Linked DNA regions of Mus musculus: region 2 is linked to region 1. Evidence: chromatin contacts called from public HiChIP or PLAC-seq data. All regions are on one chromosome and are shown on one strand. The core of a region is the stretch at or near the end of the contact, and the rest is flanking DNA. Distances in the headings are between cores, read along the strand shown.

Region 1 (6,508 bases), core at 2,274-4,773:
AACATCCCTCACAGATATGCCAAAAGTTTGTTTCCATGGTGATTTTAAATCCTATGAAGTTGACAGTCAAAGTTAAACATCATGCTTTCTAACCTCTTTTTCTTCCATCTCAAATAATTATTGATGGATAGCAATAAGTAAATTAGATATTCAGAGAGGTTAGATTTGCTGAAAATATATTCACATTGTGAGTTCTGCTCCAATGGTTTAAAAAATGATAGACTTGTCAACCAATGATATTAAGTGTTGATGTAGAGATTATTTTCATTATAAATGAAATAAATGTGTTACAAATGCAAAGTTTTCTGTGTAAAAATTGTGTATATCTTTCTGTACATTATTAATTCTCATCTGGCATATTCTACCAAGAAATTTTTTAATTACTAGAACTTCTTGTATTGTAAACATCAATGATATCACGATTAAAAATATATCAAAAGAAAGCACTGAGCAGTGATGTGGTTTAGTGGGTAGAAGTGCTCGCTATGTAATCTTGATTACCAGAGTTCAATGTCTGGTAACCACATCTTAAAATCTGGATGATACTGCACTTGTTCAATTTCAGAACTCCTAAAGCAATATGTGGGGTGGGTGAGAAAGGAAGCCTAAGGACAATCTAGCCTGGAGTACACAGCATGGCAACAAGAGAAGCCTAACCCAACAGTGTGGAAGGAGAGATGTGAATCCTGAAAGATGCCCTCTGATCTCTAATGTCACCTGCATCCTACACACACATCGTGCACATACCAACAAAAGAAAGCATACTTAAAATCACCAAGGTTATCTCTGAAATCTGCTGTTTTCATTTTCATCTGAACTGCCTACCTTAATTTACAATAGCGCCATCTCTCAAACAAAATATAGAGCCTTAGATCTTCTTCCACATATCTTTCCTTCTGCTAGAGAACTTTTCCATTTTGAGGTTTTTCAGTCCTATACCATATATTACTGGGTCCTGTGCAACAGTCGATTTATCTCTTTGCTATGTTATTAGGTACAATGTCTGCTTTTGCCACTAGAATGTAGGTTCCATAGCCCTCATAACTCAATGAATCAAAGAGTAATCTTGGAATGTTGCAGAAACTGTACTGATATATTGATACTTTGAAAGTATTTTTACTGCTTGAGAAATTCATACATTCATATGAAATATCTTGAGCAATCTATCCTCAATCCCTTTCCTTCCAATTCTGCACCTATCTCTTCTCCTTTCCAATGTCATGTGCTCTGTAGTAGCTTCTTTTTTCACTTATTAGTACTTTATAACCTTTTGGTAGGAATAGTTTTATTCTTTCCTCCTCTTCATCCTCCTCCTTTTCTTCCTCTTCTTTCTTTCTTTCTTTCTTTCTTTCTTTCTTTCTTTCTTTCCTTCTTTTTTCCTTTCTTTCTTTCTTTCTTCCCTTCTTTCTTTCTGTTTTCTTTTCTCTTGAAACAAGCTCTCACTATGTAAACGTGACTATACTGAACTTGGCTATGTAGACCAGGCTCCTTGAACTCACAGAGATCTGCTTGCCTCTGTCTCTTAAGGGACGGAATTAAATGCTTTTAATACCATATCTTGTTTCCAATAGATATTATTAATATTTTCAGCACAGTGTACCATTTTTACTTTGAAAACTGACCGGCATGTTTGCTTACATTGCATTGAAAACCATTACCTGTCTTTAAAATTTCTTTAATTGCTCACTTATATTTGTTTAATTACACAAGTTATTCCACATACAATAAAAATGATAAAAATCTATAATGTTACTTTGCATACCCTTTCAGTAAATAATATTTATATATACACTCCTAACCATTTATAGTTTCCTGTAGGTATTTAGAATTATGAAGCAATATGATTCCATGGGAGGACAGGATTAGAAACTCATGGGGTAAAGATTGTTCTTAAAATTCCATTTGGCATTATTGCACTATCTGCATTTATATTAAATTAGTAAACTAAATATAAAAGGTCTTTTAATAACTTTTAGAGGGAGAGAGAAGGTGAGGAGAGCACCAGGAACAAGGCTGAAACTAGGCCATTGCCTAAGAATATAGCACTTTGGTATAGCTTATTATAGTAAAGTGCCAGGAAGAGTTATCATAGGCTATTTGAGCCAGTACTCTGGTCTAGTTATTAGTAATAGATCTAGGAACTGCTCTGATACTAGAGCACCTATTACCTCAGTGTAATGAACTATCAGACATCATTTAAGAAAAATAACATCTAATGTGGTGGCTATGGTTGGTCACCTTTCATGAAGGGACAATTAGATCTTGACACTTGTTTCCTAGAACAAATTGATGGGAGAGCACCTCCATGTGGACCACTCTCAAACCCACTGCAGTGATACTTTTCTCTCTGGTTTTACCGAGTTTATTCACACCATCTTCTCTCTGTTGCTTTCAGTAAGTCCTTCATAGCCTCAGATTCTGGGCTCAGACAGTTCTTTTTATTGTTTTTCATTATGGCAACTATCTAAGCATGTGATTGACTTGCAGAAATATTTCAAGTTTTGCTAAGGTCCCTAGATTAGCCATTAGATTACCAATGTTGATACAGAAGGGATTTGGTGAGTCCTAGTCAGACTCAAGAGGATAAAACAGAAAATGAGATCAGCATTCTGGTCAATGGAACTAAGCCTGAAAATTCCTCCATTAGCTCAATCTGAATGGTTGACAAGTGGAGTGTCTCACAAAATGATCACCTCTGTACGATATTTACCTTTAAACAGTCTCCCTCCTCGACTCTGCATAATCTTGCAGTTAACTCAAAAAGACTTAGATTCTTTGAAAGAAGTCCCCTATTGCAAAATTGAGGATATTCCAACTTATAAGTTTAGAATGCTCCTCTCCATACTTTTCTTTTTCAATGCTGGATGAATTAGATGTAATTTTCCAAAATATGAGCTACTTCTTGAAAAATACAACATTAGTGCATTATAGGATATTTTCTGAAGCAGAACTTTCCTCCGATTAATTTAAATATTAATACAACAAGAAGCCCGTGATTGTACAAGGAAAAAGGAGGCAGTGCTAAGAGTTTCAGGAACAGAGACAGGGACAGGTGGGGGGTGGGGAAGGAAGGAAGATGGAGGAAAAGAAAGATGATCCAGATTCCATGTGGCTTTAAATAGCCACAGGTAGCTATGGATATCATAAAAAAAAATAGAATAATTGGGATAATTTGTCTAATCTAGGTGGGCAGCTCATCTCATTATCAATAGGCTCTGAAATTATTTTGTGGGCATCTTGTGAATTGATAATTTATTGATATAGAAATCTGACTGATTAATTATAAGCTTCTAGAGTTTTGATTTACTGGGTTAAGAGGATTTGTGACAACTAGCCAAAGGGAGTAGATGGCTGAGAAGGTACAAGCAGCTCTGAGGCAGATGAACCAGAGAAGACTACCACATGGGGTTAGCCTAGAGGCAGAGAGACCACAGGCAGAGAGTGGCTTGCTACGCACACTCCAGTGAAGTCTGCTTGGCAGACCAAGAGCCTGGAAACACTCACAAGGCAGGAAGTTTCAAGGAAACTCAACCTCCTGGAAGCAGGCATTCTCATAACCCGTACACTCATACCCTATTCCCTCGTTAGTCTGGTGTATGGATCCACGTGCTCTCTTTTAGTATTGTTTTATTATAAGTACCTTTAAAGATTGAATTCGGACATAGCTAAACCTCCACCAGTGTTCCAACATCCTAGAAAATGCTTGAAGCCAACGAGCTTGGAATTCAGTAAGAATGTTACCTATTCAGTAACATTCAAATTTACTTCTAGTAGAGACAGTGAAACTAATTAGGCATTACAAAGAACGGAGCTAGGATAGCTCAGGGCTAGTCTGCAGAGTGATTACTTAGGACAGTAGCCAGTCTCATCCAAACAAGGGAATACACAATGGCCTAGGGAATAGGTAGATTTACCATGAAAGAGTTAGGGAATCCCCCTGAGACAGGTTTCTTCACTAGGCCCAAAGAAACAGCATAAATCAGGCATTTACTAAGAACCCCTGGTGACGGGCTTAATAATAGACTAGCATTATACCTGGCTCCCTTCTTAGTGGTAAACAGCAGAGGCCTGGTCCCCACCATCTTTTGATGTATACATTCCTTATGTTTGTTTTGTGTCACTGTAACTCGGTGGATGTATCTTGCCTGGTTTCTTGTCACTCTTCTGTATAAAAAGTTTGATGCTCAACTTGAAAAATTACACTCAGAGTCTACACAATCTCTCGTGTCGCATCTGTTTGTCATTCATTCGCCGACTCCTTGCCCACCTGCAACTAGAGACCTGTTCTATGCAGACAGGGACAAAAAAGGATCTGAGGCAGTGGCTGGGTATAGCGTGGGCTGGTGGCATTTTTTACTATTTCCCACAACAATTTTCAATGATTTAATTTTATTTTTGAGAACTCTATAGATAAGCACTATATCTATATAACTCTACTTCTTCTTTGTCCACTCTAACTACTCCTCCATCACCCCTCCCCTCTCCACACTCTTCTTCAGTTATTATTATAATTATTATTACTGTTATTATTATTACATATGTATGCACACACACATACACATAACCTACAGAGTCCATTTAACTTTGCTCCTATATGTACATGTGCTCAAAGCTGACAGCCTGGTTTTGGATAATCTATGTGAGAGCTCACCATTGAAGAAAACTGATTCTCCCTCTCACACCAGTCATTCATTGACTGTCTATAGCTGAATCCCCCATGCCCCATGCATTATCTTTAAATCTACTGAGTCCACTTAATACTGCCTTTATATGCATGGGCATAGGGCCACCTGATAGAGCATGAGTCACCATTCAGAGACCACATTCCTACTTCAATAGCACCTCAGCCAGGGGTAGGGCTTTATAAGTGTCCCTTACATCTGTGCTGGAACATTTGTCTGCCTTGATTTTGTTTCAAGTGTTTGCTTGTGAGTTCATGTGTACAGTGACTTTGTCATGTCTGACAAATGCTATTTCTCTGCAGATATCCACTACCTCTGACTCTTGCAGTCTTTCTGTTCCTTATTCTTAGGTGATACCCAAATATTGAAGGGAGATGGGTGTTATATAAACATCACATTTAGAGCTGGTGGCTTATTTAGAAGTTCTAAGGCTTCATGTCAGCAAATCACACACAACACCACTATAATATACCCATAGATCCAGGTGTTACCTATTATAAATTACAATTTTAAAACTTTTTGAAGAGCAATGCCATGACAAATAAAATGTCTTATATTACAATTTTAAGACTATTTTGGAGGCAACATTATGACAATTAAAATGTCTCTTATTAGTAAGTCTATGAGGCTGAGTAGATGGGTCTGCTATTAAGAGCAAATACTTTTCTTGCAGGGAATCTAGGTTAGGTTCCTAGTGCTCAAGTCAGGTGAATTAAAGCCATTTGTAACTCCAGGTCCAGGTGATCGAATGCTTTCTTATGTCTTCTTTATGTGCCTACATGAACACAGTGTATAACTCTCACAGGCAGGCACAAAGACAGACAGACACATGCACATGCATAAACAAACAAACAAACAAGCAAACAAATAAGAAAATTTCTAAAATATAAAGAACTTGAATCTCAAGAAAGCTATAAATCTGATGTTTTTATGTTATGATTGAACAATGGAGTATCAGAAAGAGTTTCTCAATTTTCAGGAACTATTCTGAATGCTGTCATTATATTGTTTGGTTGGTTGGTTTTTTGTTTGTTTGTTTGTTTGTTGTTTTTTGTTATTTTTTGTTTTTATCCCGAAGTTATTCTGATAATTTTACCAGTGGCCAGAACTATAATGATACAGATGCTAACTTTGATCTCATGTGAACAAAGGTACATGACTCATCTCACAGATATTAACAGTTGAAACATAAGAGGAAATCTTGATACGTTACCAGAGAAATAGCATTTGCCATGGGTTTGTTGCAAATGACATTTATTCTAAGCTCATCGACTATTGCATTGTTTTCAAGCATTTGGAAATAAACTCTGAAATTATTGTTTTTTGCAAATGAGTTTATATTCTGACAGCTTGCAGCAGTGGAGTTTTAAGTAGTAAATAAGAGACAGAGTATAGGGACCTAAAGATCTGCATAGGCATAGACATAACCTAAAAAGCATTTAGTTTTTTTTTTTTTAAGAACGTGGAGATGGAAAATAGTTATATCACAGCAAGTAAGTTCTCAAGTGTACAAGCAAAAGAAATAAAAAGTCAAGAAACAGAAGACTGCCTTAAAAATGTATAGCTGAATTCTAGGTTACTGTAAGTTGGGGTTCAGGTCACATTTCTTACACATTCAGGGAGTTTCTAGGCTGAAAGGGTGTACTAAGGATTTCCAGTATTGGAAGGCCTGGGTAGTTAGGGAAATGGCATTAATTGGTTTTCAAAGATTTCTATAACAAAATCCAAATACTGGATGGCTTAAACAGCACATCTTTATTCTCACAGCATGGAGGCCAGAAATCCATGGCAAAGTATTGGCAGCTTTAGCTATCTTGTGGTCTCTC
Region 2 (6,399 bases), core at 576-3,075, 1.1 Mb before region 1:
GCCCTAGGCCCACCCTGGGCTGCCCTTTTGACTTTGTGGGCTTGGGTGACAGTGGTCCCAGAGATGGGTATGTTAGTGCTGAGAACCAGCAAAAGTAAATGCCCGGGTATTTGCTGAGGTTTCCATAAGACAACCCCCCCCTACCACCACCACCACCATCTTCTTCCTCCCTCCCTCTCCTGCAGGGTCTTACTCCGTAGCTCAAGCTGTCCTTACCTCACCTGATAGTCCATTTGTGCCAGAAGACTGAAAATCCCTCAAGTGCTAGAATACTCAGTGGTTATATTACTATAGTAGGGGTGTGCTTTGGAAAAACCCAGTAATGAACCGGTTGAGAATGGTGTCCTGTCTGCTTCATCTAGGCCAAATGGCTTCTCCCTGTATTTCTCTAGAACTGTGTTCATTCGTGGCCCTGCACTCTTACCTACTCTGTGTGTGTTATCCAAAGAGTGACTCATTTAGCCTGTGATTGAGTCTCTCAGCTGACAGGCAATGTGTGTAGTGGTGTGGCAGGCAAACACGGCTCGGTAGGGTGTGACCTAATTGGAAGGGCAGGGGGTGCTTTTAAAAGAGAACAGGGAAACTGGCAGCATGAGACTGGTCAGAGGAGTGGGCCACTGCAGGGGTGTGGGGAGTGGGCAGCTGCAGGGGTGTGGGGAAGTGGGCCGCTGCAGGGGTGTGAGGAGTGGGCAGCTGCAGGGGTGTGAGGAGTGGGCAGCTGCAGGGGTGTGAGGAGTGGGCCGCTTCGGGGGTGTGAGGAGTGGGCAGCTGCAGGGGTGTGGGGCAGTGGATCACTGCAGGGGTGTGGGGAACGGGCTGCTGCTGGGGTGAGTCAGAGGGAGAATTTTTGCTTTGTGGTCTAAGGTAAGGGAGAAGTTGGGGTAGGGGTGTGGAGTTAGACTTTCTGGATCAAAATATACCTCCATTAGAATTTTCTAGAGAATTTGATATATAAGTACCAGTGACTGTATTTTAGCCGTATTAACTCAGAATAAGTCCAGAGAGCTGTAATTTTAAATGAAAAGAGAAGATTCTGATGAATAAAACTATTTCACTTTTGATAGTTGCTATTTTTTTGAAGTATAAGTAACTTTTAATCAAAATCATATGTGAATATATGTTTAAACGTAACTGGTTTTAGGAGAGAAGTGAGCGACTGGCAGATGGCTACATTTCTCTCCTTCCTGTTATTCCCTGTGAAACCTAGTACTCAATATTGTCTTTCTGAAGCAAGACCTTGTACCTGCAGACACGATTGAGCCAACTCTGTGGGGAAGGAAAAGCTGAGCTGGAATGATTGTTTTGATGTTTGCTGCCAGGATCCTTAGTTGGAACCTTTTCTGAGACACTGTGCCCTGTATCCTAGGCTGGCCTTGAGTTTGCTGTGTAGCCGGAGTTGACCTTGGGCTCCCGAGTTTCCTGTCCCAGCCTCTCCCGCGCAGAGATTATAGGGGTGTGCCACCACACCCAGCATGACCTTTTTATTTTTTCTTTCTTCAGGGCAAGTAACATGACTTGTTACAAGACTTACACAAAATAACGTTTTTGAAGGGCCCTTGTCTGTCTTCCCTGTAGCATGTGAGGCCCAAGCCTGCCGACCTTCTTGAGCCCTGAAATGGATGCCGAGGACTGGGCTCTGTGTACGGGCTGGCTGCCTCCTGGGTGTCTGTAGTGCTTGGGATACCATGATAAATGGAAACATTTGAAGAAATTCTGCGTTTAGCTTTTCCCTTTCATTACCAGAAGAACAGCTGTGACAGCACAAGGGAGACTGGGAGAGCGCATTCATATTTAGTCTTGTTTGACAATCCCAGATATTTTTAAACAGGATTGAGTCAGACAGCCTGCAGCACCACATTCAAACCGTCTTAATCAGCCAGCCTGTTTGGCACACAAGGACCTTGTTTTATTCTAGTAGTAAATAATTCTAAATGAATCAATACGATGTACTGGCTGTCCCCAAAGTCACAGTGTTCAGTATGTCACCACAGCCTGCCAGCATCTCCTGTACATGCGTGTTCTCTTTACTGCTGGTTGTTGTGGTCCTGATAGAGTCTGAGTCTGGCTGAGGCTTAATTCATGGCTTTTGCATAATAATTCTGGGTCATCACAGCTTTGCCTTTCTCCCCGCTTCCACTTAACATTGCCAAGTAGACACATCGCTCACTTTCTGCCCAGAAGTGGTTCTTGTTGTGGCAGCTCATTTCCTTCAGCTCCTGGGATCTTACCGTTCTGCTCCCCTGTGGCTTGGAGGTTCTCATCTCAGCAGCTGCTCTCCACTGATAGCCTTCTCATGCACCATTCTGCTCCCCCAGGCCATCTGCTCACATGTTCCTCTTCTGTCTCTCTCACATAGGTAGGTTCTGATGTTCCTGTGGCCATGCCCTCTGCCCTTGCTATGTGACTGCGCTCCTGTTGCCTTCTGAGAAAGGGTTTCTCTCTGCTCCTTAGATTTTGCAATTAAAGTAAAAAAAAAATCTAAACACACTGAAGTGTAACTTTCTTCTGACCCTTGGTATGTTCCTCAAACAAAACTTCTTTCTCTTTTTTTTTCTCCTCCTTCCAGTTGCCAGGCTTATTGAAGGCTTGGTCTACTCCAGGTTCTCAGACATGGAGATTCAGTGTACCTGTAATTTTTCTTAAACACGATTCTATTTCTGTAGACTATGAAGATGTATTTATGTATCTGTCACCAGAAAGACTGGACAAACAAGCTTAGATTAGAATTCCCACTGAAGCGTCCTGTCCCCCAGGCACTGACATGCATTGCCTTGGCGATGGTTGGCTGCACACCAGGATGGGAGATGATTCTGAGGGATTCTGTATGCATGAGGGGCTTGGTGGGAAAGTGACAACGGTGGGAGCCTGCCACGTCAGAGCAAAAGAGACCGTTCAGATAGGTCATCTCACCGATTCCTTTCCTTTCTCTGACTTTTTGATGTGTGCCAAGGGACAATAGGAAGCAGAGGTGGAAAGCAGACCATAGGGGAAAATCAGAACGGAGCAGCAGCCGGGAGCTCCCTGCTTCCAGCTGAAACAGCGCTCACTGCAGTGCCTTGGGAACTGAACAGTGCTGCATGTAGGACCGGTTTTGTATAGATGGGAGCCCAGAGCTCAGCTCCATAAGCTGTGCAGAGGTCTGGAGCAGGTGAGCTAGCCTTCACCAAAGCCATTCCTGCATCTGCCCTTGATAACGACAATGGCAGCAGTGTGTGGGAAGTGGGAAGTGTGACATTAGAAACCACTAGTGCCAGTGGGACTCCATATGTGGAAGGTTCTACTCCTTACTAACCAGCTTTAGGTAAAACACAGATGGACTCAAAGTAATGCCCAGAATTAACATTCAGGGTTATGTGTCTGCGGGATGCATGTTAAACAGATGAGCTGTGTATGTAGCTGATGGTGGTTGTTGTTACTGGTTGTTGTTGCTGCTGCTGCTACTGTTTTATTGGCATTCAACATAGGATTTTCATCTCTTATTTTGGTAAGAAAAAAAAATGTTTGCCATAATTTAATAAAAGACAGATTGTAGCCTGACAGCCCAGGATATCATTTCAAATTAAACAACAGTCCTGTGTAATTCATTCATTCATTCATTCATTCATTCAGCATCACGATGAGCAACCCTTACCTTGTTCTCCCCATTTTTCCCCTTTAGTCAGCTAGTGAGTGCTGTTTTGGAGACTGGAGTCTGGCTCTTGTTTTACATTCCTCTTCCTCCTCCTCTGACTCCTCGGCCTTTGTGGTTTAGGTTCTCCTTACATCCCTATTAAAGCAACAGTTTATTCCTAGAAATTAGCTTACAGCTACACCTTTCTTCCCTCTTTCGTTGATGTGTGGGCCACGCTCGAAGTGATGCTTTCTGCTCTTGACCTCCGCCTATTCCCTAGTTCCTTTCTTTTCTACCCAGTGGCCCTCCAGGCATTTGTGCTGCATCCTTAAAACAGGAGGCTCACTCACTCTTGCTTCCTCTGATCCCCACTCTCCTCACCCACCCCCATTTCTGCAGAAGACGACAACCTGACAGTATTTTGTGTTTCTCTGTGTACACTCCTCTGTCATCTGTAGTTCCTGCAGTGCGTCTTGAGTGCCTCAAATGTGGCTCTGTAGTGTTCAATGGAACCTTTGTGTCTTTCTTGCAGAGGGATTTCACCAAAGCTCTCCTTTTCCAGATGTCAGTGAGGGGTCTTGGACCATTTATTGGATGCTTCTCTGTTTCTAAACAGGTCTGCTCCATCTCGGTATTTGTTTCACAGAATAAGTGCCAGTGAGCAATTAATTTATCCACTCAAGTGTAATGTGTCGTGATAGACAAAGCAGGCTGTCCACAGTCTTCCACAAAAGCCAGGGCTCCGAGTTCTGAAGCCAGGACTGAAAGCCATGCTTAGAAGGAAAAGGTCACATCGCCTGACTTCCTTGACATCACTAACATAGTGGTGGGCTGGTGCTGTGAACATCAGGAGATGTTTCACCTTGATAGTTTTGGGATTTGGTGACTTCTTTATTTCTTATAGGAACATATAAGCTAAGCTTACACATTGCTTTGCTGTGGGATGGACTAGAATCTCATCTTGTTGGTTAAACTTAGATTCCCCGAAGGGCAGGGGATGTCCTTTGAAATCATGTCTAAAGTGCTGTATCTGTTGTGAAGGCTCTGTCTGTGCGAGCAGCCTCCAGCAAACAGTGCCGGAATGGTGGCCTGCCTGCTGTGTGTCAGAGCTCTGCGCTGATGTCAGCGTCCTCACACAGGCCACGGAAAATGTCTTTCTGGTAAACTGCAGATTTGGTGTGTTCCTTCCAAGACAGCTAAAACCCACTTGTCAAAAGCAGCTCAAACTCAGATGATGATAACTTGCAGTAGATCTGAATTAAAGGTTATCTTAACATTCTGGGGAAAAGAGGAATAAAAATAACAAAATCTGATACTTGCAAAATTCCTGAGAGAGATTTTGTTATTTTTGTTCTTGGACATGTCTAATATGAACTATAAAAAGTAAGATTAAAAAAATTTTTGTCTTACTTTTACAGTATTGGCAAGTAGAAGTTTTGGGTTATGTAATTTAACGAGTCGATGGAAATCATAACGCTAAGTATTAATTTACTAAGAATATAATATTAAATGTCTCTAACCTTTATATGGGAATACATGTGATTCTGGGTTTAAGTCATTATTGCTTCTCAAATCATTAGAGCAACAGTAAAACTCTTATATTCTTCTTAGAGTGACCTCACTCTTCTTCAGTGTGTTTGTTAACTGTAAGGCAGAGATGTAACTGCTTGTCATAGACAAGGAAACTGTGTGCTGCAAATTAACAGTGGGCGGTTAGGCTGAGCCAGTGTCTTGGGAGCTTTCTGGTCCTGTCTCCAGACCCTCCACTGGCCGTCTGTGCTGTCCTCAAAGTCACTCTTTCCTTACCCCACATTCAAGCCCGAGCTTGTCCTCTGCCAGTGGCCTCTCTCCTACTCTTGAGCTTTGCTAAGATCCACTGATGGGCCTGTCACCAGTTACCTGGCTGATGCTATCTTAATGAAGCCATAACCCGAGGTCAGGGAACCCCAGGCTTTCAGGAACCATCTTTAAAAGCACACGGCTGCTCAGCACTCTTTAAGTCACACTTATCCCATTCTTGTCTGAAACCGTTAGCTTAGAGCATAGATGTTCAAAGATCAAGATTGGCATGTGCATGCAGTGGAAAGAAGTCAGGCTTGGCTTTGTATTCCTTCTCCTACTTTGGGTATCCCCCCCCCCCCCCAGTTTAACCTGGAGCAGGAATGCCTTCTAACCAGACCTCGTGCAGGCTGCCTTTGTCCGGACGTGCTCAGCTGTGGCCTGTTATCCTGGGATCCCTGAATTCCACACCGTTACTGAGCAGAATTTTTAGAATTCGTGCGCTCCATGCTGGCCATCTTTTCAGGCCTCAGTGGTGTTCCTGACCCCTAGATAGAATGGACGCCTGCTCCTTGATCTGTCTGTCTTATAGAATAGTAGTCTGCTTCCTGAGCTATGTATCTTTCCCCCCTAATTATTTTTCTTGATAGAGACTCAGGCAGTTATAAGGCACCTCTTTTCCCCGGCATTACACAGACCCAGCAGACCCAAAATAGAGGCAGGAAGGAACTGTTGGGGTCTGCCCAGGCTGCTGGGTACTTTTCAGGCCAAGGCGGGCCTGTGTCCTACAGCTGTCTAGGTTCCAGAAACAGCAGTGCTAATCCTGTGGCAGATTCATGCCTTTTTATTCCCTTTGCCTACTTTTAAATTAGAAGCTATTAACTGTGCAGACACATGTCCCTAATGTATGTGCTCCGGTCATATCCACCTTTTGTTTTCTGTTCTCTTTCCCTCTTCCACATCCTTATTCGTCCACCCCCACTTCCCACTCCTCCCCCTCACCTCTTTCT

The links. HiChIP or PLAC-seq counts read pairs in DNA pulled down with a chosen protein or histone mark.
Region 2: an H3K27ac HiChIP or PLAC-seq map of embryonic stem cells shows a contact between it and region 1, with 4 times the contacts expected there. The contact joins two enhancer-like sites. A contact is called at or near these places in 1 of 115 datasets of contacts at active chromatin or transcription factors (embryonic stem cells) and 1 of 9 other capture datasets (embryonic stem cells).

What each region holds. Positions count from the first base shown.
Region 1 is chr9:76,399,441-76,405,948 of GRCm38.p6, reverse strand. No RefSeq gene overlaps it. Among named protein-coding and RNA genes, the nearest start is that of Hcrtr2, 79 kb to the right of the region's middle. Within about 2 kb of position 3,523, at least 5 of the 459 cell types and tissues checked have an H3K27ac peak or open chromatin away from gene starts, as enhancers often do. A contact at or near this core is called in embryonic stem cells, where this site is marked.
Region 2 is chr9:77,476,602-77,483,000 of GRCm38.p6, reverse strand. The region is part of intron 2 of Lrrc1 (leucine rich repeat containing 1); the gene reads left to right. Among named protein-coding and RNA genes, the nearest start is that of Lrrc1, 65 kb to the left of the region's middle. Within about 2 kb of position 1,825, at least 107 of the 459 cell types and tissues checked have an H3K27ac peak or open chromatin away from gene starts, as enhancers often do. A contact at or near this core is called in embryonic stem cells, where this site is marked.